Regions from separate parts of the Mus musculus genome. Here all the other regions are linked to region 1. A link is a contact called in public HiChIP or PLAC-seq and promoter capture Hi-C data. All regions are on one chromosome and are shown on one strand. Each heading gives the region's core, a stretch centred on a gene start, on an enhancer-like site or on the middle of the called end of the contact. The rest is flanking DNA. Distances are from core to core; before and after follow the strand shown.

Evidence for each region. Promoter capture Hi-C pulls out the DNA fragments that hold promoters and counts their contacts. HiChIP or PLAC-seq counts read pairs in DNA pulled down with a chosen protein or histone mark.
Region 2: a promoter capture Hi-C map of liver shows a contact between it and region 1, with 2.5 times the contacts expected there. The contact joins the enhancer-like site here to the promoter of Atp6v0a4 in region 1. A contact is called at or near these places in 6 of 39 promoter capture datasets (the C10 cell line, the HPC-7 cell line, hippocampal neurons and 2 more).
Region 3: a contact with region 1 is called in a FOXA1 HiChIP or PLAC-seq map of pancreatic cancer cells. The contact joins the promoter of Luc7l2 here to the promoter of Atp6v0a4 in region 1. A contact is called at or near these places in 1 of 39 promoter capture datasets (cranial neural crest) and 1 of 115 datasets of contacts at active chromatin or transcription factors (pancreatic cancer cells).
Region 4: an HNF4G HiChIP or PLAC-seq map of pancreatic cancer cells shows a contact between it and region 1. The contact joins the enhancer-like site here to the promoter of Atp6v0a4 in region 1. A contact is called at or near these places in 2 of 39 promoter capture datasets (the C10 cell line and embryonic stem cells), 1 of 484 Hi-C or Micro-C datasets (liver), 2 of 115 datasets of contacts at active chromatin or transcription factors (embryonic stem cells and pancreatic cancer cells) and 1 of 9 other capture datasets (liver).

The regions. Positions count from the first base shown.
Region 1 is chr6:38,122,400-38,126,198 of GRCm38.p6, reverse strand. Atp6v0a4 (ATPase, H+ transporting, lysosomal V0 subunit A4) reads left to right here and starts at 1,613. Exons shown (of 21, transcript NM_080467.3): 1 at 1,613-1,871. D630045J12Rik (RIKEN cDNA D630045J12 gene) reads left to right here. Exons shown (of 20, transcript NM_194061.3): 20 at 1-3,025.
Region 2 is chr6:37,669,133-37,672,925 of GRCm38.p6, reverse strand. No RefSeq gene overlaps it. Among named protein-coding and RNA genes, the nearest start is that of Gm38791, 44 kb to the left of the region's middle. Within about 2 kb of position 2,060, at least 14 of the 459 cell types and tissues checked have an H3K27ac peak or open chromatin away from gene starts, as enhancers often do. A contact at or near this core is called in liver, where this site is marked.
Region 3 is chr6:38,550,055-38,553,748 of GRCm38.p6, reverse strand. Luc7l2 (LUC7-like 2 (S. cerevisiae)) reads right to left here and starts at 2,415. Exons shown (of 10, transcript NM_138680.3): 1 at 1,841-2,415. The coding sequence starts at 1,901.
Region 4 is chr6:37,611,087-37,614,622 of GRCm38.p6, reverse strand. No RefSeq gene overlaps it. Among named protein-coding and RNA genes, the nearest start is that of Gm33429, 81 kb to the right of the region's middle. Within about 2 kb of position 1,537, at least 19 of the 459 cell types and tissues checked have an H3K27ac peak or open chromatin away from gene starts, as enhancers often do. A contact at or near this core is called in pancreatic cancer cells, where this site is marked.

The DNA.
Region 1 (3,799 bases), core at 364-2,863:
TGTTGGTTATTTAAAGCACACTCAGTTTGCACTCATTTCCCCTAAACAACTGGCACAGCAGGTTGACCATCCTTAAACTGCTGTGAAACATGCCACGTCCTGCAGGCGTCCAGTCAATCATCCAGTGTGCTCCCCTAAAAAACGTCGTCCTCAACATGTATTAATTATTAAAGTGCTCCAAAATGAAAGTTAAGTTTAATGTCTGTCCTTTCCTTCTAATTTTAGAAGTTCTGTTGAGAAACACAAACTGCAAATTTAAGTCAGCATTTTTAGGACAGAGTGCTTGGAGAAGTGCTTTTTTGCAGTCTCCTTTGTTGCTGATTTCATGTGTCCGATTCCTTCTGTATGTCATTCTTGTTAACAAGACCATAACCTCCCCGACCTGACACCTCATATGATCTCTGCTTCTAAAAATCAGGTGTGATCCTACTTGAAAACAACCCTTGAGGAGGGCGCCTCGGTCACTGTGAGCATGTCAGAGGCTTTCTGTGTAGATGTCCTGCCATGGGTGATGTGTGATCTACCAGTGGCTGGGTTCACCCATCAGTAATCAGAGCAAGACAAATGAGAGCAAAGCCCCATGTGACTCCTCCTACTGCTGTGTTGTTTCAAACTTACCAGGTCCTCTGTCAGTTTCAGAGGTCACCTGTGAAGCATCTTTTTTTTTTTTTTTTCTTTTTTTGCTCCCAACTTCCTGACACTAGATGAGTCAGCAGACATGAGTCCTGACTTCCAAGAGATTTTAGAATCTAAGCTGGATAGTACAGACAGGTATAAAAGATGGATGCTATAGATAAGCAGGGTGGCTTAGATACCCATAAAATGCAAAAGGCACAGGTGTGTTGAATATTCAGAAGTCAAAGAAATTACATGTTTGGGATTGATGAGTCTTTAGGGCAGAAGCCAGCTGCAGAAGCCACTTTGATGTTACCCAAGCCACAGCGCTAGATAAGCCTCACAGTTGTCCAGGGGAAGGGTTTAGGAATTGGGTCTTTTGTCCAAGTGACTTCGGTCTTAAGAAGAAATAGTGTTGGGAGGGAACCTGTCTAGTAACAGAGCTAGCAAATGTCCAGGCTGGTGAAGATCCGCTGAGCAAGAGCCCTGGTGTGGGGAAAGGGAGGTCAGAGTACCAGGAACTGCTGATGTCTGCTCTAAAGTACTTGAGTGGTGCTAAGCTGGGCCTTGCAGAGCTTAGCTTATAGCAGACCTTGAGCCTCCTTGGTTACAGCAGGTTGTGGATAAGTTACATCGGGCTTCATCATCTATACCTCCATTTTTTCCTCCAGTTTTTAATTTACTTTCGGAGTTTGTGTTGATTTTGATGGCACGTGACTTTTAAGCAGTAGGATTTTGCCAAGCAGAATTTTTGAAGGCATGAGGCCAGTGACCCAAAGCACAGGTGCAAGTGTGCCTGGAAGGCTTCCAGCCAAAACCAGTAATTCCCTGCTTTCTTGTATACAGAGTGTTCACTGCTATTTCAGATCTTGGTGAGTGTTCCAGTAACCAAGCCAGTCCCCAGGACACTAGTCTACGTTGGCAGGACTTCACAAGTTAATCATTCCTTAGGCCTCCCTTGGCCCTTTCATCCTGGATTCTTAGGTGGGAATCAGACACTTAGAAAGATGTTGGGTCAAGGTTCTAGGAGCAGGACAGAGTGTTCCTGTCATAGTACACACTAAGTTTCCCACTAGCAGAGTCCTCGCCATGTCATTTCTACCTCCAAAGTCATCAGAGCCTGCTTGTCCACATCTGGTCCAGGTGGGAGTACAAGGAAGGCTGCTTCTACACCCATGAGCACAAATACGTCTGTGTGGGACAGTCCACTGAACGTCGTCATTTAGTCCAGCCCATTGCAGGCATTCCTGGAACAGGTGAGAGGGTTTCTACTTCCCATGAAGTATATAGGCTTACACTCATCACCTCGTAAACAAGAACGGGCACATTTCAGGTGGCTTATTTTGTGGGGGAGGGTGCTGGAAGGGGTTGGTGGTGATTGTGGGTGTCTAAACTGGAATTCTTTTGTCCATGTTAAAAAGACTTGAAAACTGAAACGTCACGGTACAGTGTTAATTCACGCCTGTGTGTGTAACAGGACACTCAGCAATTATCTTAAGAACACACAGCAGCATTGACGTGTAGAAAGAGAATAGTAAATGCCTTTGGGAACACGGTTGAGAGCCAGCCAGGACGCAAGGGGAGCAATGAATGTCTGTGTCTGATATGCTCCTCCCAGGTTGGTGTCCCACTGGACAGGTCACAATGCAGGCTGCCTGCTTTGCCTCCTCCTGTGTTTCCCTGCTCCAGGGCCACTTCCAGGGATTACATGGAGGATCACCGATGTCTTTTCTCATGCCCACCAGATATCAAGTACTCATGACTTGACTCCCAAATGCGCCGTTACAGGGCTAAGTTAAAGCCAGACTTTAAAGTTCTGTCACGGTGGTAAGGAAAGAAACAGGAGGTGCTAGAGGAACCAAGAGTTCTGGTCATTAACTCAGTCATGCCGAGCACCAGGGCGCTGGTTCTGAAACGGTTAAGAGAAAGGCTCTGGGCTTTGCTCCCATCTCTGCACAGCGCACTGTGGAGCAGAGAGGAGGGAGACAGGAGTAGGGTTATCAGGGAAGCTTGCTCTGCCAGGCTGCTCCAGGATGCCAGCTTGTCTCTGACTCGGTTGAGGTCCATGCTCTGACTTTCTGCACCCTCGTGCTAGGCGATTCGTGTTACTATACAAAACCGCAGAAGGAATTGGGCCACCTGTGGCATCAAGACTGCAACTTGACAATCACGGTTTGCTGATCTCAAACGGGCACTTAAAGCCTGGTATGGGTGTGTGATTTAGTGACTGAGCCTGCCCTTCTGTTTGTCAGTTACGTTTCTACCCTTCAATTAGCTGCACTGTTTTCTAATGTGCTGTAGAGTTTGGAAATAATTTATGCAAGTGTTTGGTTCCCATGTTTACAATTTTTACAGCTTTCCTAGGATTTTAAAATGGAAATGTCAATAAATGCTACGAATCGGTGTGGAAGCTGTTCTTTGTGGTTCATTCCTTGGGAACACGGTGGCTTTGTAGTTTGTCAGTGGTGGTTTTTTATGCTGAGGTGACCTTTGGTTCTCTGGTTTTGAGTGCCTGCTAAGAATACCTAGTGTGGTTCTCCAAGGACTTCAGTTCACAGCATTCCATTCCTGGGAGCTGGCAGAACTGTCCCCACTTGCAGCAGTGGTACCATGCCCGCTTGCTGCTGTCCAGTGGCTCGGCTGGTGTGCCCTTAGAGCAGATGCCAGCACAGTGAAAAGATAGGACACTGTGGTGTAAAAAGGCAAATGAGAAGGGCAAAGGTCATTCCACCTTGAAAAGACAATTAAGAGGGCAAACAAGGGGTTATTTTTGAAACCCAAGAAAACGAAACTCCCTGACAACCTGAGAGCAGAAGAACGCAGAAAACAGAGGACCCCAGTAACTAAGAAAAACACGGAATCCTAGGGGCCACAAACATGGACAGCTTTGTATAAAAGACCTTGCGAATGGGGAAGCTGTGGAAAAGATCCTGGAACCCTGTCATTCACAGCTGTGTTTTAAAACGTGCCAACAAACTAATCTTGTCAGGTAGACAATGCTAGACAGCTGGGGTAGACAACAGGATACTGCCATGTCTCTTGCAGTCCTGCCTTGTGCATGACCTGTTCTGTATGACTGGGACCCGCCACGCTGCTGTGAGGGCATGGCTCCTGCTCACAGTGACAGCAGAGCTACCAGTTTCAAGGCTCGGAGAAAATCTTAAGATGAGTTCAGCCAGGTACA
Region 2 (3,793 bases), core at 811-3,310, 450 kb after region 1:
CTGGGGAGCAGTTAAGAGCAGCAGTGCTCTCACAGGGGACATGAGTTTGGTTCACAGCACCCACATTCAATGGCTCACAACTACTTATAACTTCCAAGGGATTCTACTCCTAACCCCTTGGGCACCATCACTTATGTGTACAGATCTGCACATCCACATAATTAAAAAATAACACTAAGGGCTAGGTGAGGTAGCAAATACCTTCAATATCAGCTGTTGGAAGACAGAGGCAGGTAGATCTCTTTGAGTTCCAGACCAGTTTGAAACACTCTTATAAGGACAACATAGAGATACCATCTAAAAAATAAGGAAAGAAAAGAAAAGAAATGAATTAAGAGAGGGTGTAAAAGATCTAAAGATCTTTATCTTCTTTCAAAAAGATAAAACAAAGTATCAATTTATCTCAGTTAAGGTTTCCATTGTTGTGAAGAGACACACATGACCAACTTTTATAAAGAACAACATTTAACTGGGGCTGTGTCTTAAGGTTTTACTGCTGTGAACAGATACCATGACCAAGGCAACTTTTATAAGGACACCATTTAGTTGGGGCTGGCTTACAGGTTCAGAGGTTCAGACCATCATCATCAAGGCAGGAGCATGGCAGCATTCAGGCAGACATGACACAGGAGGAGCTTAGAGTTCTGCATCTTCATCCAAAGACAGACAGAAGATTGACTTCCAGGGAGCTAGGAGGAGGGCCTCAATGCCCATGCCCACAATAACACACTTCTTCCAACAAGGTTATACCTCCTAGTAGTGCTACACCCTGTACCCAAGCATTTTCAAACCATCACAGGCTGGCTTATACTTTCAGAGGTTTAGTCCATTATCATCATGACAGGAAGCATGACAGCATGCAGGCAGACATAGTGCTGGAGGAGCTGAGAGCTCTTCATCTTCACTGAAAGTAAACCAGGAGCAGATTGTCTTATGGGCAGCTAGGAGGAGGGTCTCAACCCCCACCTGCACAGTGATACTCTTCCTCCAACAAAGATACACCTACTCCAACCAGGTTGCACCTTCTAGTAGTGCAAGTCCTTGGGACAAACATATTCAAACCACCACACAGTTCCAATTTCAAATTTAACTAAATAAACTATGAATCAAGTTTTCATGTGCCCCACTCCACACACATTGGCTCTATTGTTGTAAAGAGACACCATGACCATTGCAACTCTTATAAAGAAAAACATTTAACTGGAACTGGTTTGCAGTTTGAAGGTTTAGTCCATTATCACCATAGTGGGAAATATGGTGGTGTGCAGGCAGATTTGCTGCTGGTAAAGGAGCTGAGAGTTCTTCATTTTGATCTTCAGGCAGCAGAAGGAAACTGTGTGCTGCACTAGGCATAGCTTGAGCATATGAGACCTTAAAGCCTGCCCACACAGTAACCCACTTCCTCCAACAAGGCCACTGTCCTAATAGTGCCAGTCCTTATGAGCCATGTATTCAAACACATAAGTCTATGGAAGCCATTCCCATCCATACCAGCATACATACCTTTGTGGTAGACGAGGGAAAATGTGGTGTGGTGGTTTGAATGAGAATGACCCTCAAAAACTCATAGAATTGAATACGTCGTTACCAGGGAGTTGCACTATTTGAAAGAATTAGAAGGATTAGGAGATGTGGCTTTGTTGGATTGAAAGATTAGAAGGATTAGAAAGTGTGTCACTCTGGATAGGATTTGAGGTTTCAAAATGTCTATCCAAAGCCTGGAATGTCCCACTTCCTGATACCTCTTTATCCAGATGTAGAAATCTGAGACACTTTTCCAGTACTTTGTGAGCCACTGTGCTTTCCACCATGATGATAATGAGCTAAACCTCTGAAACTATAAGCCAGCCCTAGTTAAATGCTTTCTTTTATAAGAGTTGCTGTGGACATGGTGTCTCTTCCTGGCAATAGAACACCAACTAACGTAACACAGGTTGTTAGGTGATTAAGAAAACTTGTTCCAGACTTGGATTTCATTATCTCATCAAGGGCTTTTGCACAGCCAAATGTTTTGTTTATTTTCGTGGTGCCAGGTAACATCAGGCAGTGTTCATTGGTTGGAGGCATGCAGTCCAGAGTCCATGTGTGTCAGAAGCAATGCTATGGTGACAGTGAAGCTCTACCCGTTCCTTGGATTCATTATCTGGTAATTGTTTATTAAGAGATTTTTTACTCTTGACAAGTTTTTTTATGATCCTACATTGAGTTATGGGTCCTGACATCCAGTTTCAGAAGCTTGGGGTGGCAGAATGGTTCAGTGAGTGAAAACTTCCTGTAAAAGTCTGCTGACTTGAGTTCAAACCCCAGAACCTATGGTGAAAGGAGAGAATTGACTCTTGAAAGTTGTGTGTCCTCTGACTTCCACTGTGTGCTGTGGCGTGTGTTCACATGTTCACACACACACACACACACACACAAGCACTTTAAAAAAGAGATGGGCTGAGCAGAGCTAAACATGGTAATCATACCCATAATCCCAGTATTTAGGAGATAGAAGAAGAAGGGTCATCATCTGCTTCATAGTGAGTTCGAGGCTATCCTAGGCTACATGAGGCCCCTCTCCCCCTAATCCTGAAAATAAAAGTATAAGTGTGAATCTTAATCTTTTTTTGTTTTTGTTTTGTTTGTTTGTTTGTTTTTTTTAAGATAGGGTCTCTCTGTGTAGCCCTGGCTGTCCTGGAACTCACTTTGTAGACCAGGCTGGCCTCAAACTCAGAAATCTGCCTGCCTCTGCCTCCAGGGTGCTGGGATTAAAGGCGTGCACCACCACGCCCGGCATGAATCTTTATGACCAGGAAAACACTCTTAAATAGGAACCAGTGAGCATGAATTATTAAATTGACAATCTAAGCTATATTACATTAAAAAGCTGCCAGGCATGGTAGTGGCAGCACACACCTTTAATCCCAGCACTTGGGAGACAGAGGCAGATGGTTCTTTGAGGTCTACATAGTGAGTGCTAAGACAGTCAGGGCTATATTGAGAGACACTGTCTCAAAAATAAATAAAGTAGAGTAAATAGAATTTTAAAAGCTTATGTTAATCAAATATATAAAAATAGTTGTTTTGTCTTTTTAAAACTACTTCTTAATAAGGAGCACCAAAGACTCAAAGTAGCCAAAGCAGAATTTATTTTGTCAACCTGCAAGGTGGTCAAACATTCGTTTTGATAGCCCTAATTGCAAATCCCTGCTCCCTCTTCCCATAGGCTGAGTAGGTTGGTCTTCCCTGGTATACTCTCCTGCCTAAGTTCCTTGGTCTTATTCATTTCAATGACATTTTGTTTTCTCCCACATTCCAAGGACACTGAGCCTTATGTAATGTATATCCTGGGGGTGGAGAGTCCCTCCCTGGTATTTTACTGGCCTCAGCCTAGAACCAACTGTAATTTTCCACTCTAAGATAAACTAAAGGCTCTAGGGAAAGAGGTAACTCTGGAGCCAGGACCTAGTACCTGGTTAACTTCTGCCTATCTGAGCATGTTGGTATTGGAAACACACCGTTTTTAGTTTATTTCCCACCCCTGTTATTTTTTTTAACCCCCATAGAAGTCTCATTTTGAAAGAAAGAATTTTTGCAATGAATTAGTACTTCAGGCCTATCTGATCCCAGACGTTGTCTGTCTCCTTTGTCACACTCATCACTGATGTCTGAACCTGTGTCTGCTAAACTGCAATCCCTAAGCCCCTCCAAAAGACCTTTTAGATTTCCAGGCTCAGAGCTTGAATCAATTCACAGTTTGCTAGCTGCTAGTTTAGCTAATGATTTGTATCAGAAATCTGAATCCATTTAA
Region 3 (3,694 bases), core at 1,166-3,665, 430 kb before region 1:
GTAAAAAAATAATTAAACTTTAAGAATCCAGCTTCATTCTGGGACTACAAAGAGAAATTTACAGATATACTACATATTTAACAGTTCAGTTTTGTAATACTAGAGGGGGGCTGCTATCAGAAAATTGTCAGCCGGGCATGCCTTTAATCCCAGCACTTGGGAGGCAGAGGCAAGAGGATTTCTGAGTTCCAGGCCAGCCTGGTCTACAGAGTGAGTTCCAGGTCAGCCAGGACTACACAGGGAAAAAAAAAAGAAAAGTAAATTGTCAGGTCATAGTTACCTTGATCCAACTAACCTCCCAGTAAAATACATAAGGAAATCCTATCTATGCAGAAGTTACCAATAATGGCATCAATTCATATTTAAAGATTACATAAGGTAAGCCTTTAAGATTTCTAAAATGTTATTACAAATATTGAACTGTTAAGTTCCTGTATGAAGCCCCTTCTAAATATCCTCACTTATGATGGAGAAGGAAGAAAGTTAAGACATGCTGCAATTATAAACATTCTTACCCAAGCATGAAAGGTTAGGTTATTCCAGTGGTGTTTTTAATTACTTAACTTTCAAGGGATTACTTACTACTCACAAATAAATCTTATTTTCTTTCCATTTTTTCCCTCCTCTCTATACAATAAATCTGTTATCCACCTGTATCTATCTTTAAGAAAAATTTCCAGTGGGTTTTTATTAGGACTTAACCTTACACTGAAAGCTGTATTAAGTATTGCTAAAAAAGATTTGAAATAGGTTCTATCTTCTCCCATATTTTCCGCAAAGAACTCAAGAAAATTCAACAGGATTTACAATTAAGCTAAATTTATGTACGTCTTTTCTTGTAAGCCAAACTTGTCCAAAAAAAAAAAAAAAAAAAAAAAAAAAGCATTTAAATCGCTAAAAAACTTGCCTAAACGAGTTTTTACAAGTCAGGATTTGGACTTGTTTTTTTTTTTTTTTAAGAAAGTGCTGAACTTTAATTTGAAAGTACATTGTTAATTATCCCCCAAAAGCAACATTTCATCATTTTTAGAAACAAACACGTAAATAACTCTTTCTAAGGATTCTAATCTAACTGTATTTTTAAAAGCCCTTTCCTTCAATTCTAATTCAGTGGGCATCAAATATCCAAAATGATTCTGTTTTCAGCACAGGTAAAATTTGCCAATATTTACTGAAGTCTCTAATACGTGGTCTAACAAAATGGAGGTCTCTCGGTGGGAAAAAAAAATAGGCCTAAACACTTCTACAAAATGGGGCCAAACACACCCACTTTAAGAAACCATGGTTTGGGTCAGATTTTCCACACACACGAAAAAAAAAAGTTGATTCTGTAAGGGCTCGACGAAGCGTCCCTGGAACTGGGGGTTAGTAGTGGTTTCGTTAAGACCAGGGAGGGAGGGGATGTTTCTCTCCACACTCTAGAGGACGGCGGCGAGGGGTGATCCGAAAGCCCAGAGGAAAGGAGCTGGAGCTGGGGGTGGAGACCTGAGCGCCCCGCCGGTCCCTGATCAATAGTCAAACTGACCGCCCCACTACTCCAAGACAGACTTGGGCTCTCCCAACCCCGCCAAGTCAACAGCAAAAGGCACAAACTCCCCTTTCTGCTCCCAGGCCCCGCCTCGCCGCATTGGCAGCAGTTCCCGCCAATCCGCACGGTCACCGCCCCCAAGACCGCCTGCCAAGCCCTGATTGGACTGGAAGAGAGACGGGGGGGACCTCGCGCTACCAATCTGGGAACCCCTTACTCGGCCGCACGCGCGCGCCCAAGTGCTCCCTCGGAGGCCTCCCCCTCCCCAGGCACGGCCCCTCCCCCACCCCCAGGGCTCTGGCAGCGACTTACCGTCCCGAGAGGTGCCCATTAACTGGTCCAGCATAGCGCGCATCTGGGCCTGCGCCGACATGGCGGCGGCGTAGCGGGCGGGCGGTCGGGCGGGCAGGCAGGCGGGGGTGGGGCACCGGCCGGGCCCTGGCGGGCGGGGGACGAGGGGAAGGGGTGGGGGAGGTGCGGCGCTGTCTCGGTGGCCGCCGCGGCCTCGAGGCCCGCGAGTAGGGAGTCGGAGGGGTCGTGGAGAGTCCGGGCTGCGCTCCTCACGACGGCGTGAACGCGGAAAATGGCAGCCCCCCTAGAGAGTGAGCCCTGGTGCCCTCACTCTCCGTCCGGTTCCTGAGACAGACGCGACACAGGCTAAGCCGACTCTCGCCTCCTCCCGACACCAACACCCGCCAGAAGCCGTCAACCCCCCCCCCCAGCAAGCGAGCTCTGACGCGGCTCGCAGCCGCCGCGACGGGAGCGCGCACGCAGCTCGCGCCTAGTCGTTTCCCGTGGGGGTTCGGCCAATCGCCATCCACGTCGCTGCGCTCCGCCCTGCCCCTCCTACGAAGGGTCCCACCCTAACGGCTCCCGAGCGCGTTCACGTCTGCTCACCCCGCCCCTCTCGGAGGCTGAGTCTCGCGAGAATGATGCTCTTTTTTTTTTTTTTTTTTTTTTTTTTTTTAGCCTACTCCGAAGCCTCTTCGGCCCCGGGCGTCTAAGCAGCAGGTCACTTAGGCCTTTGCTGTTTGCCGCCCTGGCGTCCAGCCGCAAATTAGCCAGTGCCGAGCTTAGAGCGAGTCGCAGTAAGTAGTGCGACAGAAGTTCTCAGGGTTAGTGCTTTCCCGACGGATGCTGGCGGAATCGCAAGCCCGTGGGAGCCCCGAGCCCGAGCGGAGGACACCTAACCTTATCCTCAGGCCACTGCCCCTCATCAGTGCCCGAGTTCGGGACATGTCAGGTTCAGGAAAAAGAAAAAGCAAACAAACCGCGAAATCAACACAGTGGAAATCAGGCCTCCCGACCCCTTCTGCTACGTTTAGGACAGCTGGAAGCTGCTAGTCTGAATTCGGAGCTGGGCAAAGTGAGAGCTTGGGACAGGCCATAATGCAGAGCAGCGTTTCCGTGGGGTTCTTGGCTGACTGTCGCCCTGCACTCCCACGCCCTGCTGACTGCGACCTTCCAACCGTAGTTGATTTCTTAATCTCAAGGCTGGTGGGGCTGAGGCCAGAGTGAGCCAACGGGAAATACTTAGGCCACGGCTGCTTACCGGTTTTCGAAAAGGAAAAAAAAACTGGCGAGTCTTTTAAGCTGAAACGTCGCAACTTTAGATAATAACTGGGAAATTATGGATATTTTTTGCCGTTTCATTATAATTGCCCATGCATTGAGGAACTAAAACTTCAAACTAGCGCCAGCTTCATATTAAAATCATATGAAAGAATCATCACAATTCCAAGGTTTAACTAGGCACTGAGCCGATGCAAATTACGTTATCTAGTCAGCAACTTGCCAAAAAAAAAAAAAAACACAATTATTCAGAGTACTGTTTTTGAGACAGGGTGTCAATGTTATGAGAAAAATAGCCTTAAAAAGTGAGAATACCGGAGACTCAGCATAGGTTAGGAATGGAGACATTTTTCACCTCTGCAGAAGTTAGGCATCACCCTGACACAAAAGACAAACTGAGCTGCCAACTTAGCATAAAACTGTTTAGTTGTTGTTTGGGTTTTTGTTTGTTTTTTTAATTACATGTCGTCTCTCTCCACTTTTTCTTCCCAACTTTTGGTTTTTTCGAGACAGGGTTTCTCTGTGTAGCCTGGAACTCACTCTGTAGACCAGGCTGGCCTCGAACTCAGAAATCCACCTGCCTCTGCCTCCCAA
Region 4 (3,536 bases), core at 288-2,787, 510 kb after region 1:
TGAAGCAAGATGATTTTTTTTTAAAGTAGGGTTTTCTTTTGCTGTGATTAAATTCTATTAATTGCTCTCTCATTCTATGTTTAGAGTGCAAAGGTGGGCGTCATTACCCAAGTGCAGCTGGAGTAACAATAACAGCCCTCCTACAAAAGAGAAGGAGCCATCTTAAGCTGCTGGCTAGGTCACCAGAGGCCCTGTAAATATGCAGATTAGATCTCCTTGAACCCCAGAGACATCTCTGAGAATGAAATGTTCTGTCATTCTGAAAACATTCCCCAGGAGGGTCAAGCATGAACTAATCATAACACATGACCAACCCAATGCACTGAAGTGAAAGCCATGTACTGTCTACTCCCATTTAAATGCAAAAGCCTGGGAATTCACTATGGGCCTTATGACTTACCCAGTAACAGCCAAAATAGCTTAAAACCAGACTGGAACTGCCAATGACTGTCTTCCCATGGTTTGTCTCAGGGACCACACTCCCAACTCCCATGTCTGTTTAATGATGGTTAAGAGGGATTCTTTTCTATTCCCCCCATTTCCTATTTTCTTACCTCCTCTTCTTCCTCTTCTTCCTTATTCCCAAGAATTTCCATTTAATCAAAGACATAGTTTTGGGTGTACTCTAGGACTGCCTTAAGGGTGGGAATTAAATTTGGGTCGTTGGTGGAGCTTTAAGCTGGGGCATCATGCAGACGATACACACTAGATTTGCTAGAGCTGTGTTGGTCCCAGTTTTTCCCTGAGTAGCTGTGCTATAATTGGGTTTTCTGGTCACAAACTCTATGCTTCCTTCACTCGCACGATTTTATTCTTTTGACGTTCAAGTACTGGGCTCATTAGACCATTCAGAGATCAAATCTGATAGGCAGCTATCAAACACTTCCTTCTCAGAGGAACTAGGCCGGCACCCTTGGATATGTGGTTTTCCTCGGACATTATGAGTCTAGGTTGTTTGTATTCAAAAGAAGTGTTTCCGAGTATAGTTCTATTGAGAATAGCATAGTTTGACTTCAGTGAAGCAGACTAAGTTGAAGGTTAGAAGGACACAGAAGGGAGAAGTGTGCTGGAACAGAGTGATTGACTAGCTGGGGAAGTGCGGGTTGAACTGCATCTCCTAAAACCATACGTTGATGCCACGCCTTTACCCCTGGTGTGAATATGGTCAGAGAAGAAATATCTTAGGATCTCTGGGACTTTGGGATAGAAGAGGTCATATTGTACCCAGCACTCTAATCTTAGACTGGTGTTCTTATACAAGGAGTGGAATTTAGTCACAGATGGACATAGACAAAAATAATGTCAAGAATGGAGGTCTATAAGTCAACGTATCTGAACGTATTAGAGAGGTAGGCAAGCCTGGGGTTAGTCCTCTGAGCCAGCAGCTTCTGGCTTGTGAGTAACTCCTGGTAAATGCAGAGACTGGGAAGGTCAATTTAAGCTATGATTAAGGCAAACACCACCGTGTTTGGTAAATCTAAACCTGCCCTGGGAGCAAACTGTCAGGAACACCCCGCCCCATTTACTCATGTTGTTGTTGAATGACATAACAAACACATGCTGACACTTATGAGGTGTGGACTTAGAGGTAAATGGCTTAGAGTAGAGCACTTGCCACCCAAGCACGAGGACCTGGGTTTGGATTTCCAGAACCCACACAGAGCTGGCTGCAGTAACGTGCTACTGAGTGGTAGAACCAGGAGAATCCCTAAAGGTCGAGAGACCAGTGAGCGTGTGTGTGTGTGTGTGTGTGTGTGTGTGTGTGTGTGTGAAGGAAAGTTCCCAGAAATCTCCAATTGATTCTTCTGCTGGGTTGATTAGAGCTTCCAGAAACCACAGAGAGATTAGAATAGTGCAGGTCAAGGACTGAGTTGCAATTTATCTTGGCCTGTCTTTAGCCCCATAAATAGACATTCTTGGCCCACTTCTGCATGTGACCTAACATCCCAGGACTAATAGATAAAAACCCCTTGGAATGCATTCCCTTAGCTGACCATTAGTTTCTACCTACCCAGGAGCTAAGCATCTCACCAGACAGCATGCCTCTGAACTTCTTTCTTGGCTATAAACTGCTTCTTTGATATTTCTACCAATCAATTTGAAAAGTGCCTTGGATTATGATTTTTCTGTTGTTGTTGTTGTTCTGTTACTATAAAAAACTTCCTAAGACTGCTTCCATGTTGGAAACTTGAATTTGGGGTAACCTAAATCTGTGTTCCCTTGCTGTCTTAATTATCATTCTGTTGCCTTGAAGAGACGTTATGACCAAGGCAGCTTATAAAAGAAAGCATTTAACTGGGCGCTTGCTTACATTTTCAAGGATTAGTCCACGGCTATCATGGTGTGGAACATGGCAGCCAGCTGGCCGTTGAGCTGCTTCAGGAGTAGCTGAGAGTTTCTATCTGATCCATTAGCAGCAGGCAGAGAGGGAGACTGGGCCTGGCATGAGGCCTCCATGACAGGCCTCTTCCAATAAGGGTACACCTCCTAACCCTTCTTCAGCAGTTCCACAAACTGGGCACTAAACAGCCACCTCATGGAGGCCATTCTTATTCAAACCACCACACGGGTGCTCATCTCTCATATTTGGTTCTGGAGTAAACTTTCTTCTTTTTCCACCTAATTTTTGTTGTTGTTGATTGTTTGGGAATTTCACATAATGCACCTGATTACCCTTACTTCTCAGGCCTCCCAGGTCCACCACCCCTGGTGGTCTTCCTCCTCTCCACAAAAAAGAAAGGAAGGAAGGAAGGAGGGAGGGAGGGAGGGAGGGAGGGAGGGAGGGAGGGAGGGAAGGAAGGAAGGAAGGAAGGAAGGAAGGAAGGAAGGAAGGAAGGAAGGAAGGAAGGAAGAAAAGTCTAATTTGTGTTGTCCATATACTCACTGGAGCATGGTCAAACCCCTAGTGGCCAGCCCCTTAAAAAACAGTGAGTCCTTCTCCACCCCTAACCCCACTTCATCATCTTTATCACAACTTTTAATAGTTCTCGTCAATAGCTTCCTGTCTAAGATACTGCTTGGGGTGGGGGAGGCAGTGAAGAGGTGGAGGAATAGGGGTGTTCTCACAGAAGCCTTCTATGGCTCTTTTTTTTCAACTGTGAGCGTACAGCCGTCCTTCGTAATTACCTTTGTAAGCAGAGGCATGGGGCTCTGTTTACTCCAGAACCAAATATGAGAGATGAGCACCCATGTGGTGGTTCCACATGGTTTCTGTCTACAGCATGGTCCATGGACCATGGCCTCTGACATGTGGCATGTGCCACAGACACACGGGTCGCCAGCGGCAGTATGGGCCATGGGCAATAACTCAGTCACTGGTGACAGCCTGACCCCCTAGTCATCAACACGGCTTCAAATGGCAGCACAGATCATGGGCATTGGCGTAGCTTTTGGTGTTAACACAGGCCATGGAAATCAATTCGGCCCTGGCTGCAGCAGGATCATGGACCCAGACATCCTCCCAAGCCCCTTATCATAGCCAGTGGACATCAACATGGCTTCAGGCAGCAGCACAGTCTATGGATATTTGCACGGCC